3 separate regions of the Sus scrofa genome follow, and all the other regions are linked to region 3. A link is a contact called in public promoter capture Hi-C data. All regions are on one chromosome and are shown on one strand. Each heading gives the region's core, a stretch centred on a gene start, on an enhancer-like site or on the middle of the called end of the contact. The rest is flanking DNA. Distances are from core to core; before and after follow the strand shown.

Region 1 (3,768 bases), core at 392-2,891, 1.0 Mb after region 3:
ATGCCAAGCTCCAGGGACCTTAGCCTGTGGGACACGTCCATCCTTGATTTTCTGCCACAACACACCCCCTCCTCACTGGCCCTCCCTGCGGCTTTGCCAGCACTGTGGGCATTGGCTATGCTGAGATGATTTAACAACTGGTGTTCCTGATTTATTTGGGGGAGGGATTAAATCCACAAATTGTCCCGCCCACCTAAGGAAAATCCCTGCTTCCTGATTTGGATACTGCTAGCTTACTAAACACTTTATGTCTTATAATCCTCTCCCACCACTCTGAGGTAACACTGTTATTTTCATTCCCTTTTCTGAGCAGAGGAAAAGAAAGCACCTGCGAAATTGCCTCCATCAAGACAAGACTGGCAAATGGCCAAGTCAAGACTTGAAACTCAGGGAATATTGATTGGAAGGAGGTGGTTCAGATGGAATTTATAGTCATTCAAATTGCACAGTTTTTTTTCTAGCATCTGATAAGGGCAACGACTTTTTTTTTTCTGTCATTTTAACATTGTGGATTGAGGAGTCCAGAAGAAACACACTCAGGAGTTCCCTTTGTGGCTCAGCAGTTAACAAACCCAACTAGGATCCATGAGGACGAGGGTTCAATCCCTAGCCTGGCTCAGTGGGTTAAGGATCCAGCATTGCCCTGAGCTGTGGTGTAGGTCGCAGATATGGCTTGGATCCTGCGTTGCTGTGGCTATGGTGTAGGCCAGTGGCTACAACTCCGATTCGCCCCCTAGCCTGGAAAGCTCCATATGCTGCGGGTGCGGCACTAAAAAGCAAAAAAAGAAAAGAAACACACTCAAACATTTAGACGTCAGAGTAATAAACGCTTTGGTCTTTGGCATTTCGTCAAATCTGGACTGCAGGGCTCAGGGGAACACGGAGGAAAGCAAATTAACAAGTAGGAGTGCATCCTGGCGGCCACCTGAGGAAACAGCTGCAGTTCTAGAAAGGCCCCTAAACCATCCTCAGCCCCTGAGCTCTGACTATGCTATTCTCTTCGACCAGTCACAGCCCCACGCCGATCTCAAGGGGCCTTGAACGCTGCTCTCTTTTGTGTGGTCTCTCTTATGCCCTTCGATTATACGAAAACCCAAACCACAACTGTACCACATTTGTTTCCGCAAAAATAAATGGGGCGGGTGTGGGGTGGGGGAGACGGTTTGAGGCAGATGCCAGAGACGACTTGCTAAACTGAACCAAATCGCCAGGCTCAGTTTCCTCAAGAAACAGAGCTGGGACTCCCGTTTCTCTCGTTTAAAAAAAGGAAAAAGAAAAACGCCTCAGGATAGAGGGCGGTCTTTAGATTCCAGGGATCTCAAAGAAGTATAAATATCCCCTCTTTCCTCCCACCCTGGAACTCAGAAAACCCCTTTCCCCTCAAGAGCTACACACCGAGAACAAACCAGCCCTACTTATTGGCCAAATTCCCTGTCTGTCTCTCCGCTTTGACTCCAAGTGGTGCCTTTTGAAAAAGATCTTCTAGTTCCGCCTCCCTTGCCTAATTGGTTCATTCGAACCGGCCCCCGGCCATCTCAGCCGTTCATTGGTAAATATAAAAGACTAGCTCTGATTGGTTTATCGGGAAGGAAGCCGTCAGAGAGCGTCAGGGATTGGCTCTTCTGGTTTGGGCGGGCTGGCTGAAGGTTCAAACGGAGGGGCAGCTCTCTCCTAACCGACGATCGTCTGTGGAGAAGCGGCTAGCTTCCCGACCATCTCGAGGGTCCTGCCGGTTTAGTCGCTCGCAGAGTTGTCGAGCCCCTTCACGACCGTCACCATGGAGGTGTCGCCACTTCAGGTACAGCTCGTGGAAGGGGGCGCGTCGCGGATCCTCAGCGCGGCCTGGCATCAATCCTGCTGCCTGTGAGAGGGGGAGGTGCCTCGGCTGCGGTCCCGACGCCGCGGGCTCGGCGCCGGCGTTCCGCATGGGCCCGGGTCCCCTGGGCTCGGCGCGATCGCGAAGAGGCTGAGACCCCTTTGTGGTGCTAATAGTGAAGTAACATCAGCTAAACGGGTGTGGCGTTGTGTTTTCACTGTTTCTAGAGAACGCGAGTCAATTGGTCCTGGAGTCGGTGGTGGGATAATGGGCCGCGTGGGGCTTTATGCAGCGCGGACAGATGCTTTCCTCATCTACCCTCGGGCTGAAAATGGGATTGGACCTCCCTGACCTGGGGAGGCGCTGGACAAGGCACGGGGTTCCCACTCCGGAGCCCGAGTGCTCAAAATATGCCCCTCCTGTGTTCAAGACGTTAATGTGCCTAAAGGGTGGACTCCATGGTTCGGTCCCGGGTTTCGGCACCAAAAAAAAAAAAAAAAAAAAAGGTGGACTCCATAGCGTCCCAAACTGCTGCTGAAGGAGAATCTCTTACGTGCCTGGGACCCAGTAGACCCTCAGTCAATAGGTGCAGAGTAGATGAAAGAAGGGGGTGTGTTCTATGGATGGCATCTAAGATGTGAACGCATTTCCGTGTCAGATAGTTACGCTGGGCTAGAGAACATGCCCATTTAAGCTGACACCCAGGAACCTGGCTGCAGATAACTTAAACCACCACGTTTGTACACAAACGATGTCAACACCACCCACACCTCCTCAAAACGTGTGATTTGTCATGGTGTGTGTAAGCAGATCATTGTGGTAGGTGTTTTGTGAACAGTTTCTGATAAACCTGTGATTCAAAATCGCTTTTCTTCAATCTTTTTTTTTTTAATTGCCAGCCTGTAAATGAAAATATGCAAGTCAACAAAACAAAGAAAAATGAAGAGGCTAAGAAAAGATTGTCTATAGAAAGAATCTATCAAAAGAAAACACAGTTGGAACACATTTTGCTCCGCCCAGACACCTACATTGGCTCTGTGGAATCAGTGACCCAGGTAAAACCAAGCGAATTAGATGTAGTTACTAAGTAGTTGAGATATGTCCTTGTCCAGATTAACTGCCTATACTTCATATACTTTGTTACTGGAACTGTCCTAAGAGATCATACGTATTGTAGTACATAGTCCAGAAGGCTTTACAGTAATCAGGATGATAGAATAAATATATGGTAAAGATAACCATATTTCTTTGCCTTATTTTTAGCAAATGTGGGTTTATGATGAAGACATTGGCATTAACTATAGGGAAGTCACTTTTGTTCCTGGTTTGTACAAAATCTTCGATGAGATTCTAGGTGAGTAAATTCCTTCATATAAATATTTACTGGTCAGATCTTTCCTAAGAAGTGATATTCCCAGCAAACCCTCCATAGCCAGGCCTCCTATCATTTCAAACAATAGTTGGCAAAGGTGAGGCAGTCTACTAAAGTCTAGGAAGTTGACTTCTTTCCTAGAAACTGTACTATGAATGAAAATTGCTAACTTAACACCTCATTAATCTTACTCTTGCGCAATCCGAGATTTTTTTCTTTCTATATCTTAATGTTTTTAAAAATACTTTAATTTTTTTTACCAAATGTGTGTTTTATTTCTTTTTAGTCAATGCTGCAGACAACAAGCAAAGAGACCCCAAAATGTCTTGTATTAGAGTCACAATTGACCCGTAAGTCTCTTGCTTATTTTTATAGCTCATTGTTCCTGCTAGTTGTATTTACTTTGATTTGTAGTAAAGTTGGCCCTTTTTTTAGATGAAAGTCTGCCCAAGTGCAGAAAGGTAGAATGCTAAAATGAATGCCTAACATCTAGATGCAACAGTTATCAATCTTTGTCATATTCGCCGCATTTATATTTTTTCTGAACCATTTCAAAATAAATTACAGACATTATGATACG
Region 2 (3,425 bases), core at 742-3,241, 1.0 Mb after region 3:
ACACAAAGGGAAAGTGGACCCGTGGCACCCGGAGCCCAAGGGCTCAGTCAGCCCTCACTTCCAGGCTGGTCTGGTATCAGAAACCCCCCTCTCCCATTGGCCCTGGCACCTCTGCCCCAGGATCAGTGACTCCCCCCACACACACTCCCGGACAACCCCCCCCCCAATGCACCAGCTTCCCAGATGTGCTGGGTGCCAGGCTGGCACTTCTCCTAGAACGTTTTCTGCTGACCCATCTCTCACTGCCCAGGGGCAGGAAGGGCAGAGAGGCCCAAGGCCCAGACCCCTGGGGTCCACCTCCTTCCTGTTTTCCCTGCATCCTGCTCTCCTCTGGCTCACAAGCTGCAGAGGATTGAGGAAGTGGAGCCGTCGGGGACCCGGGGCAGGAAGCTTGGGGCCGGAGTCCCAGCATCCGGACTGCAACAATGGGGGCTTCAAGCACCAGGAAAACAGACAGACACAGACAGAGGCACAGGGAAAGCACGACAGAGTCAGCGAGGCAACAAGAAACAGAGGCAGAGGTAGAGAAGGGCAGACAGAGAGATTCCAAAAGGAACAGAGCAAAGACAGGAACAAAGAAAGAGAAACGGGGACAGAGCCAGGAGGGGAAAACGCAACAGAAAGAGACCGATTAGGGCCCCAAACGGAAAAGGACCAAGATAGGGAACGATACTGATAACACGCAGGAGATGCTGAGGAGAGGAGAATTCGAGAACGTTACCAGTGAAACTAGAGGTTGAGAGACCAGCGGGAAAGAACAAAAGAATTCGAGAAAGAAGGAAAGAGACTGAAAAGAATTATAAGGGGAAACTGAAAGTCTGAGAAAGGGAAAAAGAGAAAAGTCTGAGTTTAGGGCAAAGGACCTTCTAAATCTCTTCCCCCCACCCCCCCGCGCCCAGCTCCCTGTCCCCTTAGGTTTCTGCAGCTCCAGGCTGGGAGCCAAGACTGGCTTCTCTTCTGCCACCTCGGTGGCACCCACCAGGAGAAAGGCACCAAGGCAGGAGGAGGTGCCCAGGTCTGGCGGAGAAACCCCTGTGTCCCACTACTCCCCAAAGAGCTAGGTGAGCTGGCCTGGGGCTTTGGGGGCAGGGCCATTCTGATGTCCCCTCGCCACCAAAGCCCCTCTAATTTGCATGTCCCCCTCCACCCCACCTCAATGTCAAAAGTCCAAGGCCTGGATTCTTAGACACCCCCCCACCCCCCGGGTTTCACCTGTGTTCAGGGTGAGTGGAGGTCCCTGGATCAGGAACAGAAAGCCCCCACTGCCACCGTCCCCATCCTCCAGGTATCTGGCTCTAGACTGCTCGCTTGCAGGCTGTGGGCTGGACCTGGTCATTTAATTCTCCACTCTTGGCACCAGCAGCCAGGACTACCATTGAGATATCCCTCTTCCCAAAGAGGCACCCTTGACATGGAGGGATGGGACAGAGTCCCCGTTAACGGTGGCAACAGGCTGCTTGGGACTTGATAGCAGTTTCCTTGGCTGACCCTGTCCCATGCCAGTTGGGCCCTGCCACGTTCCTGCCTTCTGGTCAACTCATAGGGGACTGTCAAGAGCCGTCCAGGCCAGCCCGAATGGGGAAGGGGCTTCTGAGAGGGGAGGACCCCAGGGAGGGCGTGCAAGGGCAGGGGCAGCTTACCAGAGGGCTGCAGGCTTTCCTGGATGGCCTCGATCTCTGCCAGCTCCATGCACAGGCCTTGCCCGTGCATCAGCGTGTGCAGGGGCTTCTCCACGCCCCGGGGCGGGTAGCACCGCAGGCCAGAGCCACAGCGGGGTGTATACACCCCGCAGGGCATCCCTTTGCCCAGGGCGCAAGTGGCGCAACAGCCGCAGCCCGGCTCTCGCACCAGCTCCTCGCAGCCCACGGGGGGGCGGCAGCGCGCCAGCTTCTCTTCGGAGCAGGGCGGGCAGTGGATGGCTTCGTCGCCCAGGCTCGGCCGGGGCCCGGAGGCCAACAGCAGCAGCGCGGCCACGAGGCACAGGGGCAGCATGACCGGGCGAGGACGGGACGCCGGCTGGCAGCAGGGGTCGCACGGCGACAGAGCCCGGCGCGCCTGGAGGGACCCGACCCGGAGGGCGCGGGGACACGGGGCTGGCCCGGCTGGCGGACAAGGATGGAGCCGAGGAAGTTAGCAAGCGGGCCGGAAGGGAGCGAGCCTGGCCGCGGGGGCGCTGCGCCGCATCCTCGGCCCGGCCCAGGCGGCGGGCGGTGGGGGGTGCAGGGGGCTGAGCGGCTGCCTGGGACCAGCTCCCCCGGACTTTATACCAGCCCCTGGCCACACCCCCAGCGCCTTCCCAGAGGTGGGGGAGGGGGCGGGGGGGAGAGGCGGCTGTTAGGGGGAGGGGGCGCTGTCCTAAGTCGCCGCCGCCGTTGCCGCCGCTACAACATCTGAAAGTCCTTTGCTGCCGCGGGAGGCAGCGGCTCAGTTTGGAAGGCTCGGCAGGCGCCCAGGGCGCTTCTGAGCCGGAGCCTGGGAGCGCAGCGAAGGGCGAGGGGAAACGAAGGGGCTGCTCCGTGGCCCCCGCCGGCGACCTTGCAGGCGTCTCCCCCGCCCCGCCCAGGCGGCCCGCCCTCCGCCTACGGAGAGCGCAGCCTCCTAGCCCCGACTCCAGCGGCCTGGGGGATTCGCTCTCCCCGGCCGGAGCCCCTTCCACCCCACTCCAGTGCTTCCCGTCTCAGCCACTGGAGATCAGGTCCGGTGAGGAGGGGGAAGAGGGGTCCAGAGAAGCCTGGTGGCCCTAAGAGCTTAATAGGCTCTCTGCCTTCTTGCCCCTTCCAACCTCCCCCTGCCCGCCGCCGTCTCCCCAGGACTCGCGTGAGCCCCTGGCCGCTCGGCCTTACCCAGGATGGCATCAACAGGACTCTCGCCCGGAGAGGGAAGTGCCAAGACGCTTCCTTCTTCCTGGACGTTTGCTTCTCCTGCCCAGACCCCCTCCCAGAGGAAAAGTGGCTAAGGAGATCGCCACTCTCAAGTGCAAGTTGTGCATTGCACAACTCCAGGGGGCACCACTTCTGTAGTCCTTGTAGATTTGTGTAGCCCTTGTGACAGTTTTCCAGCAGATGGCACTCAAGCGTTTGAGGAAGGGGTACTAATTCACCCTGTGTTGCCCGTGTCAAGGTTGGCTAGGCCCCCTGGGAGATGTCATTGGCGCCTGTATCCCCCACCTTTGGCCCCAGTCCTGCTGGGATTGGGAGGGGTTCTTGAGCAGCGTTTGGAGCAGGGATTCACCTCCTAGATGTCTCCCCAGGATTTAACCGCCCTCCCCCACAAAGATTTCTGCCACCCTGGAGCTGGTTTCAGGATAAGGGCGCCTGTCCAGGCATAATTGGTGACCCACTGTGGATTCTTTGGGCTTGACCTGGAAAGCAGCAGGGCAGCCACGCTAAAGTGCAGATCGGAGGCCCTCTTCCTGCCTCCTCTCC
Region 3 (3,716 bases), core at 826-3,325:
ATCTGTGATCTTGGGGCTCTGGACTTGGCTGAAACATCACCTTATTGCTTTGTTTCAGGCGGGACACTGCCAGGTGCCTACTGCTTGACCTCTGTTTAAATGAGGGACTTCAAGACTAGACAGCATGGCTCTTTTCAGTTTATTGCATGAAGGAGTTACACTAGTCCAAGTTAAAAGCAGACCCCAAATGGTTACATTATACAAGCTGTGAGGTTTTTAAACTTGTGACAAGGGACAGAAGGGAAATTCTACTCATTGCAAGGAAATCCTCACTTAAGCTTCAGTGAGCCAAAAGCACTTAAAACCCATGAACCTTCAGCTGGTCGTCCTTAGCCAGTCCAATCTGCAAAGAAAAAAGGGCAATTTTAAAGATGGGATACAGTTAAAGGCCTCCATTTCTGAGGACAACAATCCTGTCTTCCTGCTTCTATACCACGCAAGAGCAGTCCCAGAGCTATACTTTCAACTCAGGTAACCAATGATTTAATAGGACTTGAGTACTTATGAGCAGTCAACTAGACAGCCTGCTTTAGTAGCTGTAATTTTAAATTGCACCCTCCAAGTAGCTCCATGCAAACAGTAAACCGAAGGCAGACAGATGTGTTTTCCTAAACACACCGTCTCTGAATTTCAAAACTCAACTGCTGTTTGGCTTAGCCTTACGAAACAAATTTCTACATCCCCAGCAGAAAGTTACCAGGCAGGACCTGAGATTAGTTAGCCAGGGCAGAGGCACAAAACGTACTAACAGGAAGTGACTGAACTCACCTCTACAAGGAACTGGCATATGTTCTTGCGCTGGTCACCCTGTAGCTGAATTACTTCTCCATATTCTGGATGCTCAATTACAGTGCCATTGCAGGCAAATTTCTGCAAGGACAACACAGCCAAAACACATTAGGCCAAGCAACAGCTTGAAGGCACGAATACCCTTTCCAGGAAGTAACAATACAGCACCCCCCGTAGGCATATTAAATACCATTTTCGCAACTTCTCTTTTAAAAGCCTACCTTCTTAAACGCCTTCACTAGTTTCTTTTTATCGTAATCATCAGCGATCCCTTGGACAGTAGTAAGGGTCTTCCTGCCGTTTCTCTGTTGAATTCTTATATGGATATAATCCTCAGTGCCAGCAGGAAGCAGATCATCACCCTTACTTGCATCAGCAAAGGGGTCTGGGCAGAAAGGTCAAGCTCGTTAAGAGAGTTGTGCTGGGAGGCCACTGCCACCCTCCCACGGGATGTCTTGCCCGGTGCAGAACTTGATACTGAAATCGTCACGGCTTAGTCAGATCAGATAAGTCCTTTGTTGGCTCTTCCCGAACAGGTCAATCCGGGACGGCTGCCTTTCCCAGCCCGAGAAAGCCTGGGCCTCTTGCCCCAGGCCCGCCCTTGGGAGCCGATCACGTGTCAGTGAAGCCTAGGCTGGCCGGCAGCGCCCCACCCGGCTGATGCAACCGGCCGGAACCCGAGCTCCGAGGCGGGGCCACACTTCCCGCCCCATTGGAGCCCACGTTTGTCACTTAGGGCTGGCGCCGCCTCTCCCTCCCCGCTCAGTGACAACGGCGGTGACGTAACGGACGTGACGCAGACGTGGAGGGAGGGGCAGGTGTGGCCAGAGGTGGCCCGGGAGCCATTAGTAAATGCGCCACCCGAGACGGCGGGCCCGCCCAAGGGCTGACCTCCCACCCGCTCCTTCCGGTCGCGCGCAGAAACCAACCCAGGCGCCCAGGCCTAGTCGTCCGCGAGCCCGGACATCTTCCCTCCGCCTAAGTTCACAAAAGCCCGGAACCCTTAGCCGCTTTTCGGGCCCTGCCTGCGGGCCCGGAGCGCCCCGCTGCCCTACCCGGGCCTTCCTCCCCCTGGGACCTTTCCAGGACTTACCGAAAGAGTGGAGGTTCTGGATAGCGGACATACGATACGATTCCTTTTCCTCGGTGGAAACGGCCTGCGGAAGGCGGCGGCGGCGGCGGGAGAAGGCGGGCAGGGGGGACGGAGCGTCGGGAAGCGAGGGGGCTCAAGGGGGAGGTTGCTGAGTCCTCGGCGGCGGCTCAGTGACTGGGGCGGAGGGGCGGTGCCTGTATTCACTTATATAGCCGCCCCTATGACGCCAGCGCGCTGCCCTCACGTCTCGGCCCCACCCACGGCGCCGCGCCCTCTACGCCCGGGCGCCACCGTTTCCGATTGGTCCTGGGGCGGGGACGCGGGACCGCGTTTGCGCAGAAACTGTGTGGGAGAGTTGGGAGGGGGAGGGAAAAGTTGGTCGGTCTAGGCGCCTGCGCAACTCTCGAGGACGTTGTCGAGGCTGCGCAGAAAACTGGCAAGCGATTTCGAGCGCGCCTGCGCAGTGTTCCCCGCGTTCCACTTTCTTGACACTGTTGCAGGAAAATGCCTTTACTTGGAGTGTTTCGCACTCCTTAGAGGGACTTTACGTGCTGATCCTACTAAACACGACAGATTCTCACTATCTCATATTCACCCAACTACCCACTTACTTCCTACTTTGCAGATTCACTCCTTTACAGAGAGGGCGACACTTTTATTTAATCAACGTACAATAGTTTAACCCAAACTTTAACCTCATCATTTAGATGAATCCAATCTAAAAATGGATAATCTACTTTAAAAATTATATTACTTTAGATAATTTAAGGAAAGAATACCTAGGTCATCAGTACGAGTTCAAGGGAGAGTAATGCTGTTTGTGGAGCCAAGAATTCATGCATCAGAAGGGGGTCATTTTTTTTTTTTTTTATACAAATTGTGTGGGGTAGAGCCTTCCCAGAGACTAGTTGAACTATTTCCTTTAAAACATCAACCTTTCTTGCACTTTGAGTTTATGAATTGAAATGCTCTTAGTTGCAGGGTACATGGTTTTTAGGCTCCAGAGGCCTGGCAGGTAAGATAAAGGAGTGCAGACACCCTAGTGTGATGTAATGGGGTGGGGGTGGGGGCAGAGGCTGCAGCGGCCACAAACCTCCAGTGCATTGTGCTAGGTCTTCTTTTTCAAGAGAACCTGGAAATCCAGATGTATGTAAAATCTCTTAATTTTTAAAATATTGCCAGTAAATTGAATTTTTGGAAAAACACTGGGGAAACTAAACAAAAAACTGTGTCAGCCCGAAGGACTGCCGGTTTATGTCCTTTTGGAATCTGGTGAGAGGGAGAGAGAGACAATAAAATGACAAGATCATAATAGGTGCCAAGAAAGAATAAGGTGACGTGAGAGTGACAGAGGCTTCAGAAGCCCTCAGACTAGGTGACATCCCAGCTGATGCTTAGAGGGTGGGAAAAAGCCCACTCTGGGACAAGATGAGACAATCCCAAGGGAGGAAACGCTGGGTATACTTGAGAGTTCTTTTGATTCTGTATTTACTATGTAATCTTTGGATTAATAATTTGGCTTCCTTGGAGTTCCCGTCGTGGCGCAGTGGTTAACGAATCCGACTAGGAACCATGAGGTTGCGGGTTCGGTCCCTGCCCTCGCTCAGTGGGTTAACGATCCGGCGTTGCCGTGAGCTGTGGTGTAGGTTGCAGACGCGGCTTGGATCCCGCGTTGCTGTGGCTCTGGCGTAGGCCGGTGGCTACAGCTCCGATTCAACCCCTAGCCTGGGAACCTCCATATGCCGCGGGAGCGGCCCAAGAAATAGCAACAACAACAACAACAAAAGACAAAAAGACAAAAAAAAAAAAAATAATTTGGCTTCCTTGATATCAG

Evidence for each region. Promoter capture Hi-C pulls out the DNA fragments that hold promoters and counts their contacts.
Region 1: a promoter capture Hi-C map of fetal skeletal muscle shows a contact between it and region 3, with 5 times the contacts expected there. The contact joins the promoter of TOP2A here to the promoter of EIF1 in region 3. A contact is called at or near these places in 1 of 5 promoter capture datasets (fetal skeletal muscle) and 1 of 47 Hi-C or Micro-C datasets (embryonic fibroblasts).
Region 2: a contact with region 3 is called in a promoter capture Hi-C map of liver, with 8 times the contacts expected there. The contact joins the promoter of IGFBP4 here to the promoter of EIF1 in region 3. A contact is called at or near these places in 2 of 5 promoter capture datasets (fetal skeletal muscle and liver) and 1 of 47 Hi-C or Micro-C datasets (liver).

The regions. Positions count from the first base shown.
Region 1 is chr12:21,999,659-22,003,426 of Sscrofa11.1, forward strand. TOP2A (topoisomerase (DNA) II alpha) reads left to right here and starts at 1,642. Exons shown (of 35, transcript NM_213884.1): 1 at 1,642-1,798; 2 at 2,716-2,871; 3 at 3,080-3,170; 4 at 3,475-3,538. The coding sequence starts at 1,778.
Region 2 is chr12:21,978,052-21,981,476 of Sscrofa11.1, forward strand. IGFBP4 (insulin like growth factor binding protein 4) reads right to left here and starts at 1,992. Exons shown (of 4, transcript NM_001123129.1): 1 at 1,641-1,992. The coding sequence starts at 1,992.
Region 3 is chr12:20,975,000-20,978,715 of Sscrofa11.1, forward strand. It overlaps EIF1 (eukaryotic translation initiation factor 1), which reads right to left and starts at 2,076. Exons shown (of 4, transcript XM_003482982.4): 1 at 1,883-2,076; 2 at 1,011-1,174; 3 at 769-870; 4 at 1-343. The coding sequence starts at 1,913. The coding sequence ends at 299.